4 separate regions of the Mus musculus genome follow, and all the other regions are linked to region 2. The links are chromatin contacts, called in public ChIA-PET and HiChIP or PLAC-seq maps. All regions are on one chromosome and are shown on one strand. Each heading gives the region's core, a stretch centred on a gene start, on an enhancer-like site or on the middle of the called end of the contact. The rest is flanking DNA. Distances are from core to core; before and after follow the strand shown. Region 1 holds the start of Ifi214 (interferon activated gene 214). Region 2 holds the start of Ifi208 (interferon activated gene 208). Region 3 overlaps Aim2 (absent in melanoma 2). Region 4 has its middle 19 kb from the start of Ifi206.

Region 1 (2,901 bases), core at 371-2,870, 140 kb after region 2:
AAAAGTTCATTAAAACATTAAATAAGTTAATACTCATGTTTAATTATTATTTGATTCCATTATTAATATTCATCCTGATGGTAAATGTGCGACAATATCTAATTATAAGTAAAACTGTATCTCAGAGATATGAGCAAGTCCCTTTTATAAAGTCAATTGGTAATAAAGAAAACATGATAAAATTAGGCATAGTGGAGAGCTGAATTTTGAGACTGGCCTGGGCTCCATAGTCAGACCCTGCATCGACTACCAAATAACAGCAATAGAGATAAGAAGTCAAAGTGTAACATCACCACTTTGCCACATCACAAATTAAACCATAATTTCTTTCTCTGATGCTGTAATTTGGAATGATCCATACAAAGACTGTCCACAGTGCTTGTCCCAGCTTGGTACCTTTGGCTACCTTGTGGCTATGTTGGGCTTCTGCAGCAGGGATAGGCAAATCCACTGAGACATAAGCAGGAACTGAGCGGAAACAGTAGGATCAACTTCCCCTGGCCTTTCTTTACTACATCAGTTCAAAAGATGAAGAAAGGAAAAGGAAAAACTACATTGGCCAAACAAAAGAAAGATAAAGATGGTATTTTCCAACCTCCATCCACCATGAATAAAGGACTGCAATCAGAATCAATGGTGGAGACACAGCACAGGTCCAGTGGCTTAGCTCTCCCAAGAAAAGCTTCTCTGGCTTTCCTTCCCCTTCTCTCCTTTTTGAGATTAATTAGTATTTTATGTAGTCTAAGAAACTAGTGAAAATGGCACCTAGTCAGCAAATCCATAGTTTCTAGTCATCTACATTGTTTCAGAAATACTTCAAGGTAATGCAATTCCCAATGATGGAAACATGAAAGGATGGCATGTTTTTAAAAGTTCTTAACTAAGGCAATCACCAGTTAAAGAATACTACTTTCCAAAGCCGGGTAAAAGATTTAAACCTAAACTGAGCCTGGTCTACAGAGAGAGTTCCTGGCCAGCCAAGACTACACAGTGAGACTCTGTCTTTAAAAGTAAATAAATTAACAATAGTAGTAGTAGTAGTAGTAGTAGTAGTAGTAGTAGTAGTAGTAGTAGTAACAGAAAAGAGGAAAGCTAAAGCCAAAATCCTTTCTGCTTACGTGAGGTTGGAGTCCTATGTTTCTAACAACATTGGTACTCTGGAAAGTCCAGGGAACTAACAAAGGAGTGAAGTGTTTAAACCAAAAGCAATTTCATCTCAGATTATTTTTTCTTTTTTGAAATTCATTCAAGAGCAGCTAGCAATTGCCAATTTCTCCTGCTGCCATCTGCATCCTGAGCAGGAAAGAAAGAGACCTGGTGACTTAGCTTTGCCTTTTGGGGATTCATCTTTATTTAAAAGAGAGCACATTCCTGGTGACTCCCTTGTGAGTTTGTTGGATACAGAGCTTTTATATTTGGTTCTTGTACCTGTAAGATTTGTAAGAAAAGCAAAACATATCAATGGAGTGTAACTGTCTCTGACTTTCTTATGGTGACTAAAAGGTATACAGGAAAAAACTGTCGAGTTTCAGTCTCTGAGGAAATCGAAAGCGATGCACTCTGCTGGGAGGAGAACTTGCTATTTCTTAGCTCTTCTGCCCACAAAACAACACCCAGCTGAGACATTCAGCAAGCCTCAGTCCATGGAGTGAGTCTAACCTGAGAATTTCTGTAGATTACATTTTCCAGTTCCCAAGAGATTTATTGGTTTATCTTCTTCACACACACACACACACACACACACACACACACACACACACACACACACACCAACTCCTCCCAGTCCCCAACAAACTTTAAGAAGAAGAAGGACAAAAGAGAAGAGGAGGAAGAGGAGTGGAGAAGCCTCTAGTCCTGCCCTGTAGAAGATCTCAGCTTTACATCCTTAGAGAAACATCCAGCAAGGTGAGTTCTACCTGTTTTCTGTAGATATGGTAGATATTGGCTACATCTGTAAAAACAACAAGGACAGTGAAAAGACCTTTGCTGGTTCTTGTGGAGGAGGCAGTGCTGATCTGGTGCCTGCTGCACTCAGCAGTGAGCCCACAGCAGCCGGATTAGGGTCAGTCACTCAAAAAGATGGCAGACATCTTTAGTCCTCCACCACAGAGGAATGAGCTAAGAATAAAACATTTTGCATATTTTAGATTGTTTAATGAACTTTCTAAGTATAAATCTGAATAAGTGGATAATGTGAAGGCTATAATTAGCTCGGATAGGGAGTTCATGGTTATCTGGGATCTGTGGGTGAGTGGGAAAAAGCCAAGATAGTGACATGAAAAATTATTGTGAATAAAAACTGCCTCTGGACATGAAATGAATTTTCTAGTATCCTATCACTAGGAAGTTTCTCAGGATCATAATATATAAACACACAATGGTTTAACCATTTCCCAAACACATTCTGTTTGTTCTCTTCTTCACACCTTTCTAAAGGTGGTATTTCCATTATTGGTAATTTCTACCATCACGAAAGTTGTTTTTGGCCATTTTGTTTTCCTTTTGGTTCTCTAATGGTGAAGTGTAATAGAGTGATGGAAAGTTAATTAGAACACATGTATCTTGCCCATTTATAGAACAGTTTGAAGAATACGTGTACCACAGCAGAGGACTTGGATAGAAGCTCTTAATTGATTTCAAAGTTCTGTGAACATTAGACCAGGCTCGCTAAGTTTATTAATTATTGTAGCTAAACTTTCTAAATCACTGCAAAAGATTTTACTTATTTTTAACAATCAAGAGATGTACTTCTTTTTTATTTATTTTTATTTTTATTTTATTTTATTACATTTCAAATGTTATCCACCTTCCCAGTTTCCCCTCTTCAAACCTACTATCTCATCCCCTCTTCCTCTGCCTCTATGAGGGTACTCCCTCACACACCCATCCACTCCTGCCTGC
Region 2 (2,700 bases), core at 32-2,531:
CTTAATTAGAACCAAAAATAAAAATTCTTCTCAGAAAACCAAAAGAATGAAAATAGTTTACCTCCTAAAAATAGAAAAGTGTTTTAATAATAGAAAGTCTAATAATAACTTAAGAATCAAATTTTTATGCATGTTTTATTTATCTTAATTTAAAAAAGAACAGGGTTGTAACTTTGTAAAATCTTAGAAAGTCTGGGCAGCATAATTAATACACCTAATAAGTGATAGATCAACCATAGTGCGCAGAGAGACTGCAGAAGAGTCTAAAAGTGTGAAGTATACATCTAGTTCTGATGAACCCTCCAACTCTTTTCTAAATCTTACCACCAGAAGACAAAATCAAAGAAAACTAAAAGACAAATAAACCAAAGCAATTAACTTCCAGGATGATAGAGACTAACAATGTCTACAATATCATCATATCCACTTAAAGTAGAAGTGAATGAATACCATGTAATGTGCTTCTTGAGTCAATAAAACCCCAGGTTTGCAATCACTGTGAATCTGGGACACCTTTGACCACATATGCCCATTGGTGCCCAGACTATGTATGGTTGCAATACTAGATAATGCAGCCTGAGAGCTAGATGCATTTTTCACTGGGTATTATTACCTCATGACAATTTTTCCTGTCACAAACACATCCTTTGCCCAGCCATTCACTACAACCACCAGGTTCCAAGCACTCTCCAGCCAAGAAAACTAAAGCTATCTATTTCTTATTATTCACTTACCCTGGCTTACCTCTAAAGAGTATATTTTATAATCTGAAATATGCCTGTTTTCCAGTCAGTCTTACTGGTGGAGGAATCAGGATGCCTAGCATCATTATGAGCCAAGGACCTGAATTCAGATACTGCAGATTCACTGCTCAGTGTAGCAGCCACCAGCTTGGCTTCCTTCTCTCTCAACCTAAAGATCAACAGGGATTTCACCTGTAGTCTTGTGCATTCATAGAGAAAGCACGGGGAGGACTCACCTCTTCAGAAAATTCTTCAGTGGTATCCAGCCTTTGCAGGGCAGGAAGCAGTGAGTGAGTGAGCAAGTGAGTGAGTGAGTGAGTGTGTGTCTGTGTCTGTGTCTGTGTATGTGTGTGTGTCTGTGTGTGTCTGTGTCTGTGTGTGAGTGTGTGTGTGAAGAGCAAATAGTAAATCTCTCAGAAGGTGATCCAGAGGATTTTGTAATCTCCTGAAATTCTGAGACAATGAAGTGTTTTCAGAGAGAGATGGAAAGCTGACACTGGGTAGAGTCACTGCACAGCTGCTCAGACTGAGGGGAACTGGTTTCTCATCCTGTGCTACTTTGTGGGGAGTGGACAAGGTTCATAGCTTTCGATTTCCTCAGAGACGGAAACTCAAGAGTTTCCTTCCTGTAAACAATTACCAAAAAAGTCAAAGAGAGCTAGTTACACTCAGGATGTTTCTTGCAAATCTTCATAGGTACAAGATTTAGATTTATAATCCTCATGTCCTACAGGCTTGCAAAAGGATCCCTAGGAACCTTCATTCCTTTGAATGAAGGTGAAAACTTAGACCAAAAAAGCCAAGTCACCCAGCCTCTTCTTTCTTTTCTGCTCAGGACAGAGTCAGTATCAGGAGATCTTTGCTGTGTCAGTTGCCAGCTGCATGTGAATGGGTTTCAAGGAAAATCTGAGATGAAACAGCTCCTGGTTTAAGTCATTCCTGTAGCATCTATGCATCCATTAGTAGCTCCCAAGACCTAGACTTGCCAGAGCATAATGTTACAAACACACAACTCCAAGCTGCAACCTCAAATAAATAGAAAGGCATTTGGCATTATCCACCTCCCTCCTGATTATAGAACTAAGCTGTCCTCCTTCAATGGTGAAGTTAATGTTTCCTCAGTGTTTCTACATTATTCACTGGTAAGCACAGGGAAACCTGGGGCCTGGGAGACAGTGGGAAACCTCGAGTTTTGATTGAGATTATGGGCTGATATAATGCTTGTCCTGCTGCATTTTTCTGGGATGGAGAATTCAAGGATTAACATTTGTTGTGATCCTGAAACATGGAACAAATGGCATCAAGCAGCAGATAATGGTATGCAAGCCTACCAACTGGTCTAAAAAAGAGGATAATGCCATAGCTAGGTAACCAGTCACCTGGATGAAAACAATGGGAGTTAAATTTCTTTCCAACTGCTAGTCTTGGGCAACTTCCAGATGTCTCTGCCTTTGATAGTAGAACAGTTGGGGGAATCACTATCCCTGTCGTCAAGCTTTCCTACAGAGCAATAGTGATTCAACCTGCATGTTATTGGTACAGAGACAGACATGTTGATCAATGGAATAAAAATGACAACCCAGAAATAAAACCACACGCTTCCCATCACTTGATCTTGACAAGCCAAAATTATACAATGGAAAAAAAGAAAGCATTTCAAAAACGCGTGTTAGTCTAACTGGCTGTGTGTATGTAGAATGAAAATTGACCCATATTTATCACCTTGCACAAAGCTCAAGTCTAATTAGATCAAGGACCTCAACATAAAATCAGATACACTGAATCTAATAGAAGAGATAATGGGAAAGAGCCTTGAACTCTTTGGCACAGGGGGATATTTCCTAAACAGAACTCCAATGATTCATGCTCTAAGATCAAGAATTGATAAATAGGACCTCATGAAACTGGCAGGGTTGTAAAGCAAAGGACACCTTTGATAAGACAGATCAGCAACCTA
Region 3 (2,849 bases), core at 125-2,624, 220 kb after region 2:
GCCACAGTGAGGTGCTGGGTAGAGGGTGGATTATCAGCGAAGGAAATGCACTCCAATCCTCAGGGCCAGCAAGAGGTGCAGCTGCAATCTGAGAGTACAGTGCTATGCCTCGCAGAATGCATATGCCAAGTGCTCGCACAGGGAGCCTGAGAGATGGAAAGGGTTAAGAAAGACATATATGATAGGCTGGCCTCTTTCTAAACAGGGAGGGCTGTTACACTATGTGAAAGTGCCCTTTACGGCATACCTGGAAAACACCAGCTCTGCAGTAATTGTTGGTTCAATTTGGGATTTGAGGCACAATGACTTACCTGACGCCACCCAGCTTCTAAAGGATGACTATGCGGCCAGACCTCAAGTCTCCTGAATCAAGTCCTCTGTACTGTCTTGTTCCCACTGCCTTTGTATTATTCACAGAATGGGCAACAATACCTTTAAATTAAAAAACAAAACAAAACAAAACAACAACAAAATTCTAACGTTATTGGCTGTTATTCGAAGACACACATTCCGTAACTCTCTTAAAGTATTAATAATGATATAATAATTGCCATCTTTTCCCCTTGTCAAAACCATTTATCTCTCTTCACTGTGTGTTGGAATAAATTAAACCCACCCTCTCTGTAGATTTCTACTCAAACTTCCCTGCATATGTATTATAAAACTAAAACTGGCCCTGTTCCTCTCTGTTACCACAAACTGTTTCGTTTTCCTCTCTACTTGTCTACTTAGCAATCCAGTAGTTTTTTGGTTCACATTCTGTGCTGGAATAAAAGTGGCTTGTGGGCAAGGACTCTGTTGTTCATGTCTGCAGTCCTGGCTCCTAAAATAGCATCTGCAATACAAGCATTCAACAAACATTCATTGACTTTTTCTAAGTAAAAATACAGTTCTAGGTGTCTTCTGGGCTGGATTCTGGGTGCTTTTAGTTTGACTAAGAAGCCCAGTTGAAAGGTCACAGAACAATATGGCAGGAAATAAGAACCCCTAGCAACCATCTTCCCACAGGCACACAAATTTTGATTAGTTGTACAGAGCCCAACCCACCCTCCTAACACCTAAAGAAGCCATGTGAGAGACCATCCTGTCTTGGTTGCATTTGATAGTAAGACAAGACACAATGAAGAAATGGGAGGGAGAGATTTGTCCATGTTGACACTCCTCCACATTCACAAAGGGGGGTGGGGGGCAGAGAGAGACAGAGAGAAGGAATTCATCCCAGGCCTTAGTCTTTAAACTCAGTACGAGGCTATCATAGCGAAGTATCACTGCTTGGAAGAATTCTATAACCCCTTCCCCCAGGCTAGACTGAGCAACTGGAATTGTGTAAGTCAGTCTGCATGCTCACTTCCTCTATCTCTTCTCCTTGGATCTGGGTCAGACAGAAGGATGAGCAGAAAGGTCTCCACCCACAGGCAACATGGCCCAAATCTAGCCCAGAATTCTGCTCACTGCAGTGGGAAGTAGCAAGAAACAGAAAGTAACGCCTTTTAGACCCAGGCCACATCTCATAGATGAAACCTCCCTCCCGACATACACTAGAACTAAGCAATTGCCTACATGCCAGTGGGACTGTCTCAAGCTTGCTTAGATCGTTACCAGCCTGGCAGTGAGAAAGGGACACACACCCTACTCTGACCACATATTTTCTCTGCCTGTGAGTCCCAGGTGTGACACAGGTTAGTGTCGCCCTTGGTGGACCCTAGATTTGGGTATCAGCTCTCTTCAGGTTAGTGTTATCAGACAGATCATCAAGCACAAATTATCAAGATCATTTGACATGACTTACCACCAAGCAGGGACTTATACCCTACTGGGATGTCATATTTGGGCCTGTTTGTCTACTGGGATGGCATAGACCTGGGTGCACTCACCATGAAATTCAGAAAGAGAAACAAGAATTCAAAGCTAACTCACTGGCCACTGCCAATAGCAGACCTAGCATCCATGGGAAGTGGGTGTTGAGGGATTGTAGCAAAGGAGAACACATGTTTCAGAAGCTAAGAAAAGATCACTCTTAAAGTTTTTTTTTTTTTTAAGAATCAACTGTGTCTCTTGTTTGTTTTGCTATAAAGCTACCTAAGGTGAAGGCTACAGATGTGTCATGGGGTTAGCCATGTGGGGTTACGGGTAGCAAGAAGAGCGACAAGGAAGTGGGATGGAAGTTCAACACAAGTCTTGCTGTAAAAGGGCCAGAGAAATGTGATAAAAGACAGGGTAGGAGGTGGGATAGGAAATGGAGAAAGTGACTTATAATTGCTCACTTGATCTCTTTTCTAACATGAGAGGAATCAGTCTTGCTTCATGCTGATGAGAATGTTCTAGAAGGGGGCGAGCTGTGGTATAGAAGAACAAAAGGAAAATTGCTCCTGGGAGTGAGCCTGAGGATGACTCCTCTGGAGTACACCTTCTGAAACAAAGGAAAGCCACTCTCCATTTCCTGCATCTGACATCTGCTGTTAGGGACAGACGCCCACCTTCCTCATGCCAAGATTTCTCAATTCTTCAAGGATCTCCAACCGTGTTCACTTGCTGCCTACGGCTGACAGCTAGACAGCTAGACAGACACAGACTCAACTCCTGGCTCTGCCATTTATTGGCTGTGTGACATCTGGTAAATTACAACCTTATAAAGTGTCCATATCCTCAAGTGTAAAATGGGGAAAAGGTGAACATCTCCATTAAATGGCTACTGTTATAATGCCATGCTACTGAATCAGGGACTTGTAACAGAACCATGTGAGACTAATCACTGAGTCAAAGCTATTAATAGAAAAGTGATAGACAGGATTCAGGGTAGTGATAGTGTACAAGGAATAGAAACTTAGTTTGGGATGGGAGGTGAGGGC
Region 4 (2,873 bases), core at 74-2,573, 160 kb after region 2:
GTTTTAGTCCCTGGGTGTTGGGAGCCATTAAGACAACACAATTGTCCTGATCTCTGAATTGGGCCTCTCCCCCCCCCCCCCCGAGAAGAAAAGGGGGTCAAAAGCGGGCCACCGACACACCGCTCCTAGAACAACCACAGATTGTTCCAGCCCTAAGTCAGCTCCAGATGTCCTGACCTCAAGATACTCTGATACCTCCAAGTTCCTGCTTCCCCCTGTAACTGCCTAAAGAATGTGCAATTCTATTGCTCCATCCCTCCTGCTGAGAAGTACTTCCCCTTTTGCTTGTGCAATTCTACTGCCCCATCCTTCCTGCTGAAAGGCACTTCCCCTTTTGCTTGTGCATTTAAACCTTGGGCCTGACTAATACATTGGGGCTTTGATGCAATTCAGAACGGTTCTGTGTCATTATTCGCACAAGACCCTCGTCTCTCTCTACCTCTGATTTGGTTCTTAGGAGAAGGTCCCCTGAGAACCTCGAATAACTGGACCTGCTGGATGGGTCACCTGGGAGCTCTGGGGTGTCTGGTTGGTTGATTTTGTTTTCTTCCTATGGAATTGCAAACCCCTTCATATCTTTCAGTCCTTCCACTAACTCCTCCATTGGGATCCCCATTCTCAGTCTGGTGGTTGGCTGAGAGAATCTAAGCATCCACATCTGTTTTGGTCAGACTATGGCAGAGCCTCTCAGAGGACAGCTATACCAGGATCCTGTCAGCAAGCTCGCTTGGCATCCCCAATATTATCTGGTTTTGGTGTCTGTAGATGAGACGGATCCCCAGGTGGGGCCGCCTATGCATGGTCTTTCCTTCAGCCTATGCTCCACTCTTCGTCCCTGAATTTCCATTAGACAGGAGCAATTCTGGGTTAATATTTTTGATATGGGTGGGTGATCCAATCTTTCAACCGAGTGCTGTGCCTAACCACTGGATATGGTTTCTACAGGTTCTATCTCCCCTTTGTTGGCTATTTTGGCTAATGTCATCCTTCTTGGGTCCTGGGAACCCCTTGCTTCCATGGCATCTGGGACTTTCTAGTGGCTACCCTTGTTTCCCCATCCTCCACTGGTACACACCTCCATTCAATTTCTGACCCTCTGTACTTCTCCTGCCCTCTCTGTCTCCTCCCACACATGATCCTTTTCCTCCTTCTCCTTTCTCCCTCCCAGGTCACTTCTACCCTCTACCTCCCATGATTATTTTGTTCCCCCTTCGGAGTAATACCGAAGCTCAAGAAAAAGGATGACCAAATTGTGGATGCTTTAGTCTTAGTAGTTATAATGGTAAAACCCACATAAAAACAGCCACTGAAAGTGTAGGAAGGAAACAGTGAGTAAAACTGAGAAATACTTGAAACCAAGGCTGAGCAGAATGAAAAACAAGCCTGCTTCACTGTGCCTCTGCTTCAAAACTAAAGCCCTGGCCAAAGAAAGGGGAAACTGGAAGGATATCAACATGGTTGACAGACAGAGAAAGGAGGGCATAAGTCCTAATTTATTTACTGTTAAATGTAAGAAGAAAATACCATAAGGTGAAGGGGCAATAATGGAAAGAAAGCAAAACAAAACAGAACCCCATATTATATATAGTATATATAACATATTATAGTGTTATTATATATTACATAACATATTATAGTGTTATTAATCTATGCTGGGAGCAGCTACACAGCCACTGAGATTTAACTTTTATTAACTTCCAAACACATTCACCTGTATGTTGTGTGTAAATAATTCTTTAATGGTGAAATAATTTAAAAACAAATTACACAAAAATTCTTTGAAAGGCTAGATTATTTATGTAATGTACTTTCAAATAGAACTCAGAAAATGTTTTTCAATAACTATCACAAAATTATAGAGTTGCCCTTTCAATAAAAAGAGAATATTCTGGGTTATGGATTTATCCAGTAAAATAGTACATTGTATTTCTTATAACTCATGTTCATTCACCATTCAAAAATAGTGTCCTAAAATATATTTTGTCCCATATATGTACACATGAACACACCCGCACTCAAGTATGTAGACATTGTACATCCCATTTGAATACAAGAGAGCACACATAAACTAATTTGAAAGAGCCACAAGAAAAACCAGACATTGATTTATGTTACATTTATATGGTGTCTCTCAGTTCCTAAGTGGACAAAAGGAAAATATCTGAAAAGAGTTAGAAAGTTTAGTAATATAACTGATAAACTTGAGAAGATTTTTCTAATGTGTGTTAAATCAACATTTAAAGTGCTTTGTTCAAATACACAGGATGGGCTATTCCAGGAGTGTACAGGTAGCTTGTAGAATAGAAATGTTTTTCACGTTAACTACATCTCTTCCCCATGTCTTAATGTAAGAAAATAAAAAACGCAAACTAACAAACCAAAACCGTGACATCTCCAGATGATGGACGTTTCCTCATAGTACTTGTTAAATGTGCTCATGAAACCATTAAAAGATCGTTAGTTTGAGTAGTTGTCCTTCTGAATCAGAAACATTTTCTACTGCGCATGCCCATCACCCTCGCCTGCTGTGTAATAGTGAGAATGCAGCTTCATGTCCAAATGTACTTTTGACTAAATACTGTTTCATGATAATTCTTTTGTTTCACTATTTTATGTTTTACCCAGTCAATCAGCACAGCCAAGAGGTTCCTTTGCACTCTTTAGCCAAGCTAACCAAAACTCTCTTCTTGTATTATGTTTATTTATACTTACACTTAGAAAGTTTGTTTTATGATCTGCCACAATCAAAATGCATTTGTGTTGGCCCAGGATCCAGTAAGGGTGGGCTAGAGAAGTTTGCTGTCTTCCCTAATGAAGCATCAAAATCATGCTGCTGAGGATTCGCTGCTCAGAGTGCAGCCCAGATCCTTCCA

Evidence for each region. ChIA-PET counts read pairs in DNA pulled down with a chosen protein or histone mark. HiChIP or PLAC-seq counts read pairs in DNA pulled down with a chosen protein or histone mark.
Region 1: an RNA polymerase II ChIA-PET map of memory CD8 T cells shows a contact between it and region 2, with 218 read pairs. The contact joins the promoter of Ifi214 here to the promoter of Ifi208 in region 2. A contact is called at or near these places in 1 of 39 promoter capture datasets (macrophages), 1 of 15 datasets of contacts at CTCF or cohesin (large pre-B cells), 4 of 115 datasets of contacts at active chromatin or transcription factors (CD8 T cells, effector CD8 T cells, large pre-B cells and 1 more) and 4 of 9 other capture datasets (adipose tissue, liver, macrophages and 1 more).
Region 3: a contact with region 2 is called in a BATF HiChIP or PLAC-seq map of CD8 T cells, with 7 read pairs. The contact joins the enhancer-like site here to the promoter of Ifi208 in region 2. A contact is called at or near these places in 3 of 15 datasets of contacts at CTCF or cohesin (the NIH/3T3 cell line, large pre-B cells and pro-B cells), 1 of 484 Hi-C or Micro-C datasets (CD8 T cells), 4 of 115 datasets of contacts at active chromatin or transcription factors (CD8 T cells, effector CD8 T cells, fibro-adipogenic progenitors and 1 more) and 3 of 9 other capture datasets (adipose tissue, liver and pancreatic islet).
Region 4: a BATF HiChIP or PLAC-seq map of CD8 T cells shows a contact between it and region 2, with 12 read pairs. The contact joins the enhancer-like site here to the promoter of Ifi208 in region 2. A contact is called at or near these places in 12 of 484 Hi-C or Micro-C datasets (the STO cell line, cardiomyocytes, embryonic stem cells and 9 more), 3 of 115 datasets of contacts at active chromatin or transcription factors (CD8 T cells and regulatory T cells) and 2 of 9 other capture datasets (adipose tissue and liver).

Annotation. Positions count from the first base shown.
Region 1 is chr1:173,534,676-173,537,576 of GRCm38.p6, reverse strand. It overlaps Ifi214 (interferon activated gene 214), which reads left to right and starts at 1,620. Exons shown (of 5, transcript NM_001024721.2): 1 at 1,620-1,905.
Region 2 is chr1:173,672,246-173,674,945 of GRCm38.p6, reverse strand. It overlaps Ifi208 (interferon activated gene 208), which reads right to left and starts at 1,281. Exons shown (of 7, transcript NM_001162938.2): 1 at 980-1,281.
Region 3 is chr1:173,450,411-173,453,259 of GRCm38.p6, reverse strand. It overlaps Aim2 (absent in melanoma 2), which reads right to left. Exons shown (of 9, transcript NM_001013779.2): 3 at 312-432. Among named protein-coding and RNA genes, the nearest start is that of Aim2, 31 kb to the right of the region's middle. Within about 2 kb of position 1,374, at least 44 of the 459 cell types and tissues checked have an H3K27ac peak or open chromatin away from gene starts, as enhancers often do. A contact at or near this core is called in CD8 T cells and effector CD8 T cells, where this site is marked.
Region 4 is chr1:173,509,226-173,512,098 of GRCm38.p6, reverse strand. No RefSeq gene overlaps it. Among named protein-coding and RNA genes, the nearest start is that of Ifi206, 19 kb to the right of the region's middle. Within about 2 kb of position 1,323, at least 17 of the 459 cell types and tissues checked have an H3K27ac peak or open chromatin away from gene starts, as enhancers often do. A contact at or near this core is called in CD8 T cells and regulatory T cells, where this site is marked.